Regions from separate parts of the Mus musculus genome. Here regions 1 and 3 are each linked to region 2. Evidence: chromatin contacts called from public ChIA-PET and HiChIP or PLAC-seq data. All regions are on one chromosome and are shown on one strand. The core of a region is the stretch at or near the end of the contact, and the rest is flanking DNA. Distances in the headings are between cores, read along the strand shown.

The links. ChIA-PET counts read pairs in DNA pulled down with a chosen protein or histone mark. HiChIP or PLAC-seq counts read pairs in DNA pulled down with a chosen protein or histone mark.
Region 1: a contact with region 2 is called in an RNA polymerase II ChIA-PET map of memory CD8 T cells, with 48 read pairs. The contact joins the promoter of Tbc1d1 here to the enhancer-like site in region 2. A contact is called at or near these places in 5 of 39 promoter capture datasets (hippocampal neurons, liver, pre-B cells and 1 more), 2 of 115 datasets of contacts at active chromatin or transcription factors (CD8 T cells and memory CD8 T cells) and 1 of 9 other capture datasets (pancreatic islet).
Region 3: a contact with region 2 is called in a BATF HiChIP or PLAC-seq map of CD8 T cells, with 6 read pairs. The contact joins two enhancer-like sites. A contact is called at or near these places in 1 of 39 promoter capture datasets (pre-B cells), 1 of 484 Hi-C or Micro-C datasets (bone marrow-derived macrophages) and 8 of 115 datasets of contacts at active chromatin or transcription factors (CD8 T cells, the SCID.adh cell line, bone marrow-derived macrophages and 5 more).

The regions. Positions count from the first base shown.
Region 1 is chr5:64,156,969-64,161,688 of GRCm38.p6, reverse strand. It overlaps Tbc1d1 (TBC1 domain family, member 1), which reads right to left and starts at 1,429. Exons shown (of 22, transcript NM_001310611.1): 1 at 1,184-1,429.
Region 2 is chr5:64,485,581-64,489,865 of GRCm38.p6, reverse strand. No RefSeq gene overlaps it. Among named protein-coding and RNA genes, the nearest start is that of Gm52815, 8.0 kb to the left of the region's middle. Within about 2 kb of position 1,680, at least 114 of the 459 cell types and tissues checked have an H3K27ac peak or open chromatin away from gene starts, as enhancers often do. A contact at or near this core is called in CD8 T cells and memory CD8 T cells, where this site is marked.
Region 3 is chr5:64,844,148-64,848,384 of GRCm38.p6, reverse strand. No RefSeq gene overlaps it. Among named protein-coding and RNA genes, the nearest start is that of Gm31684, 29 kb to the right of the region's middle. Within about 2 kb of position 2,449, at least 3 of the 459 cell types and tissues checked have an H3K27ac peak or open chromatin away from gene starts, as enhancers often do. A contact at or near this core is called in CD8 T cells, where this site is marked.

The DNA of each region.
Region 1 (4,720 bases), core at 180-2,679, 330 kb after region 2:
CAGGGTTCCCAGGGAGGAACTGACTCTGCAGAAGGGGGGCACCGTGAATGCTGAGAAAAGAGAAAAGAACTCGCTAGCCTCAGCGAGCTCTCAGGCAAGGTAGTGAGACCCTGAAAAGTGATACATTCCTACCTTTGGGTACAGCTGCCCTCTCCTTCTCCCATCCCACCCCTCCCACCTTGAGCAGGCTCCACAAACAATAAAGCCTAAGTGTGGCCATTCTCCAACTCATGGGAATCCCACTTCACATCGAGGGGGTCTTAAAAGGGATCTTTGCCCATGGAGGTGCAACGCAAAAAGTTTAGAAGTTTAGACTTGTAGAGACAGCTGAGCTTCCTGGGTGTGACCCATTTAAATTAGGTCATTCAAAAATTCCCTTCTAACACCTGGCTCTAAATAGAAGAACGGCTTGCAGCCACTAAGAGGACGAAGGAGGGTTGTACGTAGGAGGTGAATGCCTGCCATCATCAGTACCAGGGCGCTGAAGATGTTTGCTGAGAGAAACACTCATCACTTTCAATTTCTTTTCCTTTTTAAGCAACTTCCGGAGAACAAGGCATTTAAAATAAAATCACAACCAGGAACGCCACACCTAGGTGGGGTTCAAACAGAACGACACATCTTTTAGAAAAGAAGAGAACAGCAACCTGTGAAGTTAGAGTGAGCCTCTTACTCACGTAGCAACCCGGAAGCTGCTAGGAAACAATCAAGCCGGGTTTCAAAATGACCAGCACAGGATGTGCCCATAGAAAGAAATGTTGCGTGCACCGAGAAGCTGCCAAAGTTACCGCTGCAAAGTACCCTGAACTTTCAAAAGGCGGCCTGGGGTCACTCTGACCGGCCTCGTCCGAGCTGGATGCCTTACAAACACTTGTGCCCCGGTGATATTTGGCGGGAGGGAGTGGGGCGGGATATGCAAGGAGGAGGAGCAGGGGACCTGAGCACCTTCGTCGCAGCGCAGAAAGCATCAAGGTTTCTCCCCCCCCCCCCCACCCCCAAGCAGAGGACAACAAGGTAGCTCTGAAATCCCGCCTCTTCCCCCTCCCCCACCAGAGCACCCCAAGAGACCCGGCAGCAACGCCCTTGGGTGGCGGGACCGCGCCTTCTCTGCAGCAAGGGAGCTCAGGGGCATGCTGGAAGTGGAGGGTTGCCCCGCACCCTAAGGACCCAAGGTGGAACCTACCAGTGAGGTGGCACGCTCAGAACTCCGGGCTGAGCTAGGGCGCGCAGGTGCTCCCGGGCACCCAGAAGATGGCCTGGGCGGGCGGGGCGTCCATGGTCCTCAGCTGGCTGTGCTCTTGCCGCCCCACGCTGCTGGGGTGGGGGTCCACTCCACAGTCTCTGCTTCTCTTGCGGGTTGAAGAGACGGTCGGTCCGAGGTGGCTTGCAGCAACAGGCACCGCGGTGTGGCCGGCGGCGGCGACAGCAGCTGAGGAGGAGGAGGAGGTGTCTGCGCGCGGCTCGCTCGCGTTTCCTCCTCCCGGGCTGGGCGAGCGCTGGGGAAAGCAGAGGCGGGGGAGGGGGACAGCAGCCGGAATCTCCCTAGTGAGTCCCCCGGGAGCCAAGAACAGGAGTAGATGCCCTCCCTTCCCCTCCGCACCAAGCGACTCTGGCTAGGCGACTCGGCCCAGACTGGCGAGTCACAGGCGAGCAACAGCTGCTGCAGTGCGGGTCCTCCGCGGCCTCCCTCCCCTCGCTCCCCAGCGGTCCATCCTCAGCCCGCCCAGGGGCCACCAGGCGCCACCCCACGAGAGCTCGGGGAAGGTGCAAGCATCGCCACCCCATCCAGCCTCAGCGCGAAGTCCTGGCCCGGAATATTCCCTGCGTGCTCACAAGTGATTATGGCCCTCCCGGCGGGATGTGTGGTCACACACCGGGCTCTTGACCGCTTATTTATAGCAGGTAGCCCTGCCCGAGGCTGTTTTGGCGTGCGAGGTTCTCAGCAGGTGGCAGCGGAGCCCGCGCTCCCTGAGGGATCCTGCTTCTCTGCACGCACCCTCCGAAACGGACCCGGAGATCACTGCGCAGCGTACCCGCAGGCCACCCAGCCACCAGCCCTTCCCCCGCCTCATCCTTCTTGCATTGGGGTCGAATGGCAGGATGGGGGCTGGTGGGGGGAACCAGGAACCGAAGCAGGATGGGACGCTGGCACTCCAGGCAGCAAAATCGGGGACTCAGAGAAACACCCGGGATGAAGTGCCCTCCGCGGATTAGCCTCTACTAAACCCATCTCTGGCCAGGTGCGGGGAGTGACGCAGAGCCCGGACCGCGCGCTTTTTCCCTCTCTGCGTGCGGAGCACACACACGCACGCACTGCGCGTCTGTGTGCACGCCAGAGAGCCACAGAAACCTCTCAAAGCACCATTCCCGCAAGTTAAAGAGGCAGACTCACTCCAAAGAGCAGAAGGGATCCAAGAAAAGTGAGCGGTGCACGTGGCTTGGATTGTATCTAGAGCCCTCCGTAGCTGCCATGTGGGGTTAGTTCATTCTTTATTACACCATAGTTTGTCTTCCTAGTTTCAGATCGAGAGAGAGAGAGAGAGAGAGAGAGAGAGAGAGAGAGAGAGAGAGAGAGAGAGAGAGAGAGAGAATGAATGAGAATAGATATAGCCAGGAATAGTCTAAGGAAAAGAGTGTTGATTGGTTCGTGGAAAATGCTCCGCAGGAAAAGATCAGGTTATCCAGCTAAACTCTATCGTCTTCAGCATCATACTATCACTGTTTCATGCTTTTATCTTCAACCCCATTGTTAAGTTGTCCTTCCCGCTCTGTGGCCTACAGACCATGGCTACTTCCAGAAGGTCACCACGTCAAGACAAGCGACATGCCAGCCATTGAAGGAGCATCCCAGCCACATTTGGACCTATTGCTTAACTACCCTGCCTGGCAGTCTCCACCATAGAAGGGACAGAGAATTTCTGGAGCATGCTTACAGAATAGGGCCAGAGCCACCTCATCTACCATTTCCTTCCCTTATCTTGTCCTCACCCTGCCACCTCCTCCCTGCAAAACGTTTGATTCTGGAGTGCAGGAAGGCTTAGCAGTCAAGTAGAGACCAGATGGTAAAGGAAGGCAGTGCCTGGGTAGAGTAGCCTAGTAGTCCAGGCTCCAGCTGGTGCTGGGAGGAGGGGGAGCAGTTCATTCCCCCATAAGCTCGCACAAATTCCAGCTCAGAGATGTATACCTTAGAGGCAAGAAACCATGCTAACCCTGACCTGGCCTGGGGAAGTGTTGTGCCCATGTACCAGGCACCAGGCAGCTATCTCTACATCACCTTTCTAGTTCCCAGACACACAATAAAGAATTCGGAACTTTAAAAAAAAAAAAAAACAAAAAACAAAAAACAAAAAACAAACAAAAAAAACAACCCTTAACTGACTTATTGTAGACCTCAGGAGACAGCCTGCCTGCCTCACCCTTTGGGTTCCAGCAGCTCAGGAAGAAATAGTAAAATCTCTAGATCAAGGCTGGCATGTGGGGTTTGCAGAGTTAAAGACTGTCAAACAGGAAGAGAAATCTGTAGTCTCACTGTGAGCAGTGCCAGCCAAGCTCTGGGCACCCACCTGCACCCGTTCTTGTTATAGGAAGGAAGTGGCTCCTCCTCCTGAGGCACAGGAGTTCCAACAGAGCCCCTAAGGCCATCTCTAAGGGGTTGAGACTGAAGTGCAGCAGCAGAGTTCCCTCTGGGCTATGGGATGACATTGGGCTGGTTGACTCTGTGTGTGTGTGTGTGTGTGTGTGTGTGTGTGTGTGTGTGTGTAGCTCTTCCCCACAGGGGCTCCTAGATGGCCTTAGTGACCCAGAGGTCCCTGGATAGACTGTCTTGCTGGCTTGATGGATAAAAGCCACCTCTATCAGCCATGGATGCTGCTCGGTTGCCTTTAGACAATCTCTTCACTTGCCTCCCTGCCCCCAGAACCTCTGAGTACAGCATTCTTTTTAGGACTCCCTCTAGAGAGTCATTCCTATGCTCCAAATTTAGTCACTTGCAGTATAATTAATTATTTATTGGCAAATACTAGCAATATTAATACCAGCTCTAAGATAGCTGTAAGCTCCAGAAAAATAAAACTTACCTTTCCAGTAGAAAGCCCAGAGACAAAGAAAACAGAGGCCACTTGGCTTTTAAAACGTAAAAGGAGCACTTTTAAATCTAGTCTTTGGCTAATGTAGAAAGAAGACCTTTAAATGACAGGGGCCAGGGATGTGGCTCGTTCAGATTGCATGCCTAAGCTGTGTGAAGAGCTGGCTTTGACACCCACATAGACCAAGGGTGGTTGCTGGAATCTAGCAAAACAGAAGTAGAGGCAGGAAGGCAAGGAGTTTGAGGGACGCCTGGGCCATAGGAGACTCTGTCCCCAAAACAATAATATTTAAAACAAAATAACAGAAGATTTTCCTTTTTGAGACAGGGTTTTACTACGGAGTCTAAACTGTCCTCAAACTTGAAATCCTCTTGCTTCAGCCCTGGAGTGCTGGGATTACAGATGTACACCAAACCTGGCTATTACTAAATCTATTATATAGGTATTTAAAATGTTTATATTCCTGAGGAAATCAAATCCTAATTATTGCCACAATAAATGTATACTTAGTTTCAAAATGTTCACGTTAAGGTAAGAGTTCACAATAAATGTATACTTAGTTTCAAAATGTGCACGTTAAGGTAAGAGTTCTTAATCAATGGTCCCTTTCCAAAAGTGGTCTCAGTAAAAACAAA
Region 2 (4,285 bases), core at 431-2,930:
CACAGACCATTGCCTTTCGCTGAGGGCAGCCGGACACAGTCCCTTCCCACTGGTTAAGTGGCCTACTTACCAAGGCAGTCTTGCATGTTTCAAGAAGTATTTATAAAGTTTGAGACCCCAAGTTTGTCCTCATAATTGGTATCTTATAGGTTTTTGTTGGGTTTTATTTTGTATTTTTATTTTCTGTGCATTGGTGTTTTGAACTCAGGACTTCTGAAAGAGCAGCCAAGTGCTCTTAACAGCTAAGCCATCTCTCCAGCCCTTTATAAATATTTTTAAAGCCATGGTAAAGAAGCAAAGTTAATTATGAAACATTAAAAACCACTGAAATTTGGTCTTAATTTCAATTTTTTGAAAATTTAATAGTACGAAATTGATGCTAAACAGAAAAAAATGTGTATTCACATATAGTTGCTGCAGTATAGTTTATAATAAAGGAAGCTGAAACCAGCTCTCCTTTATGGTGGAATTTTATACAAATTATGGTATGCATGGCGTAAGAGAAGTGTTTTCCTGTGTATGTTCATGTGTGTGGGTACATGTTCATATGCATGTGCATGCCTGTGGGGGTCAGAGGTTAACTTCAGGTGTCCTTCCATGGAGACATCCACTTTCTTTCTTCAGACAAAGGGATCTGTCTGCCTGGCTCTCCCTCCCCTGAGCTAGAATTACAAGCATACATCACATGGTTGGATTTTTTTTTTACATGGTTTGGGGGATCAAACTCAGGTTCTGGTACTAGATTTATTTTTAATATCTCTCTCTCTCTCTCTCTCTCTCTCTCTCTCTCTCTCTCTCTCTCTGTGTGTGTGTGTGTGTGTGTGTGTGTGTGTGTATGTGTTTACACACACACATACATGATGTGTGTATATAGGGAGGCAAGCATGTCATAGCATTTATGTGGATATCAGAGACAACTCTGTGGTGTTCTTGCTCTAAATGGAGTATTACACCAATTGCTTAGTGGGTTTCTAAATGAAATAAGAAAAGGGAACCTATTTGTGTAAGACCACACTGGTGATGTTTAGGTTGGTCATCACCCGTGTTCTGTTTCTTATTTTTAACAATGAACATGTATTCTAACTTTTGTTCACCAATGGAGAAATATAAATTATAAATAGATTATGTATATGTATATATGCATATACATGCATTATATTTATTTAATGGCTCTGGGGATTGAACTTAGTTTCACTACTGCTAGGTGGCATTCTAAGTTTAGTTTTATTTCATGTGCATTGGTGTTTTGTTTGCATGTATGTCTGCATCAGGGTGTCAGATCTTGGAGTTACAGACAGTTATGAACTGCCATATAGGTGCTGGGAATTGAACCTGGCTCCTCTGGAAGAGCGGTCAGTAATCTCAACCAGTGAGCCATCTCTCCAGTCCCCCTAACTTTAATTTTTAAAGAGTTCTTTGAAGTCAATCCATTCCCGGAGCACCAGAATGGAAGCAGAGTGTGCGGCGAGTCATTTTTCACGTGCACACTCCTGGCCCAAACAATGAGCTGCTGCACTCTGCAGCTCAGCTCCGAGCATCAGCAGTCATCTTGAGAGTCGAAGCAGAGACCCTGTGTATCTTGGATGCTGCTATTACATTGCACAATCCTCTACACACCGCAGCAGTAAGAGGGGAACCCAGGCTTCGTACCAAAAAGGTTCACACGCTCTGATATTCACATTCTAGTTTCACTTTGACTTGAAAGTCACACAGAAACCAAATGATTAAATCTGCATTTCCTTTGAACTCTGTGTAGATGGTGAGGTAGGGATTCCCCTTGTAGCTGACATTCCTTACCAAAAAGGATTCTGGAGGCTCTTGGCTCTGAAGCTGTCAGCTGCCTTGACACCAGCCCGATCCAGCGGAATTAGACACTTCCTGTGTTCTGTGGGATTTCACAGGTCTCTGTGCAAGCTCGCACCTCTGTAGCAAATCATGGTTGCTTTCAGATCAACAGTTAGTTCTCACAGTTCTCCTGAGCAAGAGAGAGGAAGTGAGAGAGAGGCTTGCAAGCTCTTGCTGCAGTCCTTTTTAATCTATTGAAGACGGGGAGGTACCAAGGTGTGAGGTCGGCTCTGTTTTTCTCACAGCGGGGCGTGGTCCTCAGAGCATGGTCTGCAGAGCATGGTTCTCAGAGCGGACCTCTAACTCAAGGCTTTGATAGAATGGCCCTGTGTGTGTTGTACTTAGTAGTGCCGAGATGTTTGCAAGCCAATCGTTTCGGTTAGATTCCTCTTATCATAGAGACTTCAGGAGAGTTTAAAAGTGTGGATGCAACCTCGAAACAGGGCTCCCTCCCTTCTAGTCCTGCACATTACCACATTCTTCTAAGCTCCAGACTTCATGATTGTTGATAGTGTTTGCTACTTAGAAATGAGCAAGCTTGAAGGTTGCTGAGGATGAACCTCCTCCTTCATAATCAGCTTTGGACGCCATCTTGCCTCTCTGTTTTATAAAAGGGGGGAAACATCATAATTGACCTTCTTAGGCATGTGGAAATGGAGAGAAGATATCAAGTTGCCCCCAAGATCTAAGATCCCACGACGGGGGACTATGGATTAGACATAGGTGAGAAAGGGGGACATAGCATGCTTTCTTGGGGTCCAGGCAGGGAAGACCTTCCTGCTTCTGCTAAAGAAAGCATGGTTATTCCTTATACTTGCTTAGTTTTCTTTCTTTACTTCTTGCTAATCTGTGCTGATGCATGATTTCAGAAAAAAAAAATGGGGTGAGAGTCATATCTTTGGCCATGGGGAAGAGAGACTGTCTGAACTACCCAAAAAGATCCCAAGATTGCTGGAGGCCTTTTGGTAAGGAACAAAGACTTGTTACTGTCTTCCTCTTGAAGAATTCATCTAGATAGGCCTGTCAGTCACTCAAGCAGGAAAATGCCCCTTGGGAAAGCTCTCTGCCCCCAGAGACTTCAGAAAGTGCTATGAGTCACACTAAATGTGTAGCTCCTTGTAATGGTCTCTCTGGCCATTGTCTAGTCTCACTCTGTGAGAGTGTTTCCAATTACTCTGTAATAAACCTTACCTATAGCATCTACAATAGGTCAGTTGAGATCACAAGAACCAGGGAACCATTGGGAAGCCGGGGTGAGGTCCTGGAGATACTTCCATCTCCACACTGGTTACTAATCCGTCAGTCTCTGTCTGTGGCTCCATCCTGTTAGGCTGTCGTTCTGAGGAACCTGTCCATCTCTTCTAGGTTGTTCGGCTTGTTGAAGATCCTGCTCACCCCAGTCTCTTAGGCTTTGTGATTCTGCAGTACTAACTGTGACGTCTTCTTCATTTTATGATGTCAATTGCTTATTTGACTCTTCCCTCTTACTAATCTAGGTAAAAGTTTGTTCGCTTTAATCTTTAAAAAAAAAAAGCTTCAAGTTTCACTGATCTTTTCTGTTTTGTTGCATTTCTTCTTCTGGGAAGAGATAAATAAACATTTATTTGCCCCAGATTGGGACAGACCAAGGTAATGAGCCCACTCAAGTCAAGCTTGCTGAACTAGTTAGTATATTGAGCTTACAGGAGCACGAATGAACCGTAACAGAAGTGTGGGTGATGTCTAAACAGCTTTATCACTGCAACATGCCATCCCATCCTGGATAAGAACCCTATGGAAGCTGCATCCCTGAATCACACTTCTACTTCTGTGGGCTCAAGCATCTGCCAAGATCACTTGCTGGGGAAGGCGTGGAAACGGAATGGCTAGAATCCCAAGCAAGGGTACTCTGAGTATACTTTCCATCAGCATCTTGTCAATAACTTCCTTACTGTTACTACACACCTAGCTGTTGTTGTGTTCTTCTGCTTGTTTTGTTGCCATGGCTACTGGACCACCGCTGTTTCTACTCTGTGATGTTCATGGAATAACTGATGCTCCACCACAACATGTTGATTCTCGAACTGCTTCTTCATCTATTTATGCTCTGGCGTGTCCTATGTATATTATCCTACTAGATCTCGTATTGATTTTCTTCCTGTTCTCTCTCTCTCTAGTTCCTTGAGATATAGAATCAGGTCGTTTATTTGAGATCTTTCTTTTTTCTCATTATTGGCATGTATCACCATCAACTTTCCTCTCGGGACTTCTTTGTGTCCTGTGTGTTTCCATTTTCTACATTTCTGTTTTCATTGGTAGATCAAAACAAAACAAAAACAACCCTCTTTTGGCTTCACACAAATAGTTATTTGTTTGTTTTGTTTTGTTGAGTCAGGGTCTCTCTATGTAGTCCTGGCTGTCCCTGGAACCCACTGTGTAGACCAAGCTGGCATCGAACTCA
Region 3 (4,237 bases), core at 1,200-3,699, 360 kb before region 2:
AATAGTAAACCTGGCAGCTAAACCAACTCAGGACACTTAGCACCTTTGTGACATTTCTGAGTCAGGACAAAGCACTTTCTCTCAATGACAGCTGCCTGAGATCTGAGAGGAAAGGGGACTTGGGGGTAAAGAAGAAACCGTTCTTTTCCTTCTCCCTCCCCCTCCCCTCCCCCTCCTCTTCCTCCTTCTGCTCCTCTTCCTTCTTCTTCTTTTGCAAAGAGGCTGTGGTCTGTCTGACATGCAAGCCTGGTGGGTGACCTGAGTCCCATCCCCAGAAGCCATTTAAAGGTAGAAGAAAAGAATTACTTCCATAGAACTGTCCTGTGACATGCACTGGGTACATCCCTCACCAGGTCATCACACACACTCTCATAATAAATAAAATAAAATAAAATAAAATAAAATAAAATAAAATAAAATAAAATAAAATTTAAAAGTACTTGTCAGCTTGAAAAGAAATTGAGAAGCTAGGCTTTGGGCCAAACCAACCAGGCAGAAACCACAGAACAGAAAACAATATGATAAAAAGGAGGACATTTCTGTGTTTTGTATACTGATTTTTATTGTGTAATTTTATTAATTTTTTTAATAAACTTTAACATCTGTTTTGATGGGATAGTTAGTATTCACACATTATTTTTTTAAGTATAAAATTATGTTATTTACAAGCATGGATAATTTTAGTCCTTCCTTTCTGTCTTAGTTAGGGGTTTCTATTGCTGTGAAGAGACACCATGACTATTACAGGAAAACATTTAATTGGGGCTGGCTTACAATTCAGAGATTTATCATCATTGTGGGAAGCATGGTGTTATGCATGGTTCAGGAAAGATAGCTGAGAAGTCTGTGTCTGGATGTCAGTCCGTGTCAGCAGGAAGAGATTGTCACACTGGGTGTGCCTTGAGCATTTGAAATCTCAAAGCTTGCCCCCAGTGACATACTTGCTCCAACTAGGCCACACCCACTCTAGCAAGGCCACACCCACTCCAACAATGCCGTACCTTCTAGTAGTACAAGCCTAGGGAGGCCATTTTTTTCTCAAACCACCACATTTTCCAATTTGAATATTTTTCATTTCTTTCTCATGACCTTCCAGGGCTTCTAGTATTCATAAATAAGAATACTAGAAGTATATATACTGAGTATATACACTCTTGTTTTGTCTTCAGTCTTAGAGAAAGTGCATTTGGTTTTTCCCATTCTTTTGTTGTTAGTTAAATTTGTAATAGTCTTCTTTATGTTATCATACAATCCTTCTATGTATATTATTTTTCAGGGCTTTTTTTTTAAACAATTTCTTTCTTTCTTTCTTTCCTTCTTTCCTTCTTTCCTTCTTTCCTTCTTTCCTTCCTTCCTTCCTTCCTTCCTTCCTTCCTTCCTTCCTTCTTTCTTTCTTTCTTTCTTTCTTTCTTTCTTTTAAAGATTTATTTATTATTATATCTAAGTACACTGTAGCTGTCTTCAGATGCACCAGAAGAGGGCGTCATATCTCATTACGGATGGTTGTGAGCCACCATGTGGTTGCTGGGATTTGAACTCAGGACCTTCCGAAGAGCAATGTTCTTAACCACTGAGCCATCTCTCCAGCCCTCAGGGCTTTTTATTACACAGATAAATTGAATTTTATCAAATAGTTTTTTTTCTTTATTGAGATGATCATATGTTTTTTTCTATCATTCTGTTGATATAATGTATAGCATTTGTTAATTTGCATGTCATGCTGATTAGATTTTTGTCAACTTGACACAGACCAGGGTCATCTGAAAAAAAGGAATCTTCAATGGAGAAAATACTTCCATGAGATTGGCCTGTAGGCAAGTCTGTGAAGCATTTTGTTGATTGATGATTGTTTTGGGAGAGTCCAGCCTGCTGTTGACAGTGCTGGTTGAGAAGTGGCCCTGCATTGTATTAGGAAGCAGACTAAGAAAGCCATTTAGCATCTTTCCTCCACGTTCTCAGCTTCAGCTCCTGCTTCTATGTTCCTTCTTGAGTTCCCTCCCTGATTTTTCTTCATGATAGACTGTGATCAGGATGTATAAACCAAATAAGGTCCCTTTTCCCAATGGTGGGTTAAATGATATGGTTCTTGTCTCACAAATTCTCAGGCATTTGCATTCCTGTTTCCCAACTGGTGACACAATTTGGAGAGGCTTAGGAGATGTGCCTTTGGGTGGTGGTTTGAATAGGTATGGCCCCCATAGACTCACGTGTTTGAATGCTTGGCCCCAAAGGGAGTGACACTGTTAGGAGGGGTGGTCTTGTTGGAGTAGGTATGGCCTTGCTGGAGGAAGTGTGTTGCTGTCAGGTGGGCTTTGAGGTCTCAGATGCTTGAGCCCAGGCTCAGTGGCACACAGCTCTTTTCCAGCTGCCTGTGGATCAGGATATAGCACTCTCAGTTTCTTCTGTAGCACTATGTCTGTCTGTATGCTGTCATGCTTCCTGCCATGACAATAATTCGCTAAACCTCTGAAACTGTTTTATGGGGTTTTTTTGTAAGAGTTGCTGTGGTCATAGAGTCTCTTCTCAGCAATAGAAACCCTAACTAAGACAGATGTTGGTACCAGCAACTGGGGTTTTATTCTAATAGGCTTGGTCATGCTTTTCTTTGGAGGAAAGTAGACTCTGAGACTTTGGATGAGAGAAGCAGCTGAATGCTTTAAGCGGGGCTTAACGGGCCTTTCTGATAGGAACATGGAAGACAGTGATGCTGAGGGTGATTTGAATTGTGGGGTCCCAGCTCAAGAGATTTCAGAGGAGAGGAATGTTAGTATGTGGCCTAGAAACTGTTCTTGTGGTAGTTTGGCTAACAATGTGGCTGCTTTTTGCCCTGAAAAGTCTGCCTGTGGCTAAACTGAAGAGTTTTGGATTAACTCTGTTGGCAAAAGAAATCTCAAAACAGCCTGGCATTGACTCTGTCCTATGATTATTAGGGTTTACCCTTATAAAGATCTATAATGAAAAAGAGAAAGCCGAACAAGGGAAAGAGCAAGATGTACTTGAGGGGAAAATGGAGACCGGGAAGTGGAATGGGGCTAAACCCTGTTTTTAAGGAGATAAACAGATTTAAAAAAAAAAAAAAAAAAGCCTGATGTTAAATGGAATAAAGGAAGTGGTGGTCTCAGGGTATGACCCCACCCAGTTAAGCTTCCACCTTGTGAAAAGGAATTAAAGCTTAGGTTGAAGTGTGGTGGTACATGCCTATAATCCTAGCACTCAGAAGGCAAAGGCTAGTGAATCTCTAAGTTCAAGGCCAGACTGGTCTACAGAGTGAATTCAAAGACAGCCAAACTTTTGCAGTGAAGAAAACCATCAAAAACAGAAAGCTGATGAAAATGTAACTGAACAAGGGACCATGTTCCTGCCCTAGCAAGCAACAGAACTTGGCAGCTTCGGCCACATGGTTCTGACTTTAGAGTCAAGAATAGAAGCAAGGGCTTATGGAATATCCCTCAGCAACTAAGGAAAGCCATTGAGGCCAGGTGTATGTCAAGGGTGTCGCTGATAACAGGGATTGGAACCAGCCCAAGAGAAAGAAGTGTGTTGTAATCAACAAAGGACAACAGAATTGGAGATATGAAAACCACTGGCACATCAGATATGAAGATGCAGAGTCTGGCATTTGCTCAACTGGTTTTTGGGTCTTTTTTTTTTTTTTTTTGTACAATATCTCCTCACTATGCTTCCTTTCCTTCCCATTTCCTTTCTTCCCTAATAAAACGGTAATGTATATCCTGTGCCATTGTATGTTGGGAGTATGTGATCTTTTTTATTTTGATTTTATAGGAGATTACACTTAAGAGATTGCTGTGAGTCTCAGAAGAGACATTGACAGGGTTGAGACTGTTGTAGACCATGGGGACTTTTGAAGTTGGACTAAAGGCATTCCTGCATTATGTCCTGGCTACAAGCCTACTGGGACCAGAGAGTGGAATGGGTATTTCCCCCATAGATTCATGTGCTTGAATGCTTGTCCCATAGGAAATGCCACTGTTAGGAGCTATGGTCTTGTTGCAGTAGAAATGGCCTTGTTGGAGGAAGTATGTCACTGTGGTGGTGAGCTTAGACATCTCAGATGTTTAAGGCCAGGCCCAGTGGTTCTTGTTCTTTTCCCTAATGCCTGTGGAGCATCTTAAACCTACTCAGCTTGCTGCTCCAGTTTCCGTGAAATGTCTGCTGTCATGTTTCCCAGCTGTGATGTTGATGGACTCTTACCCCTCCCAAACAGTGAGCCTAAATA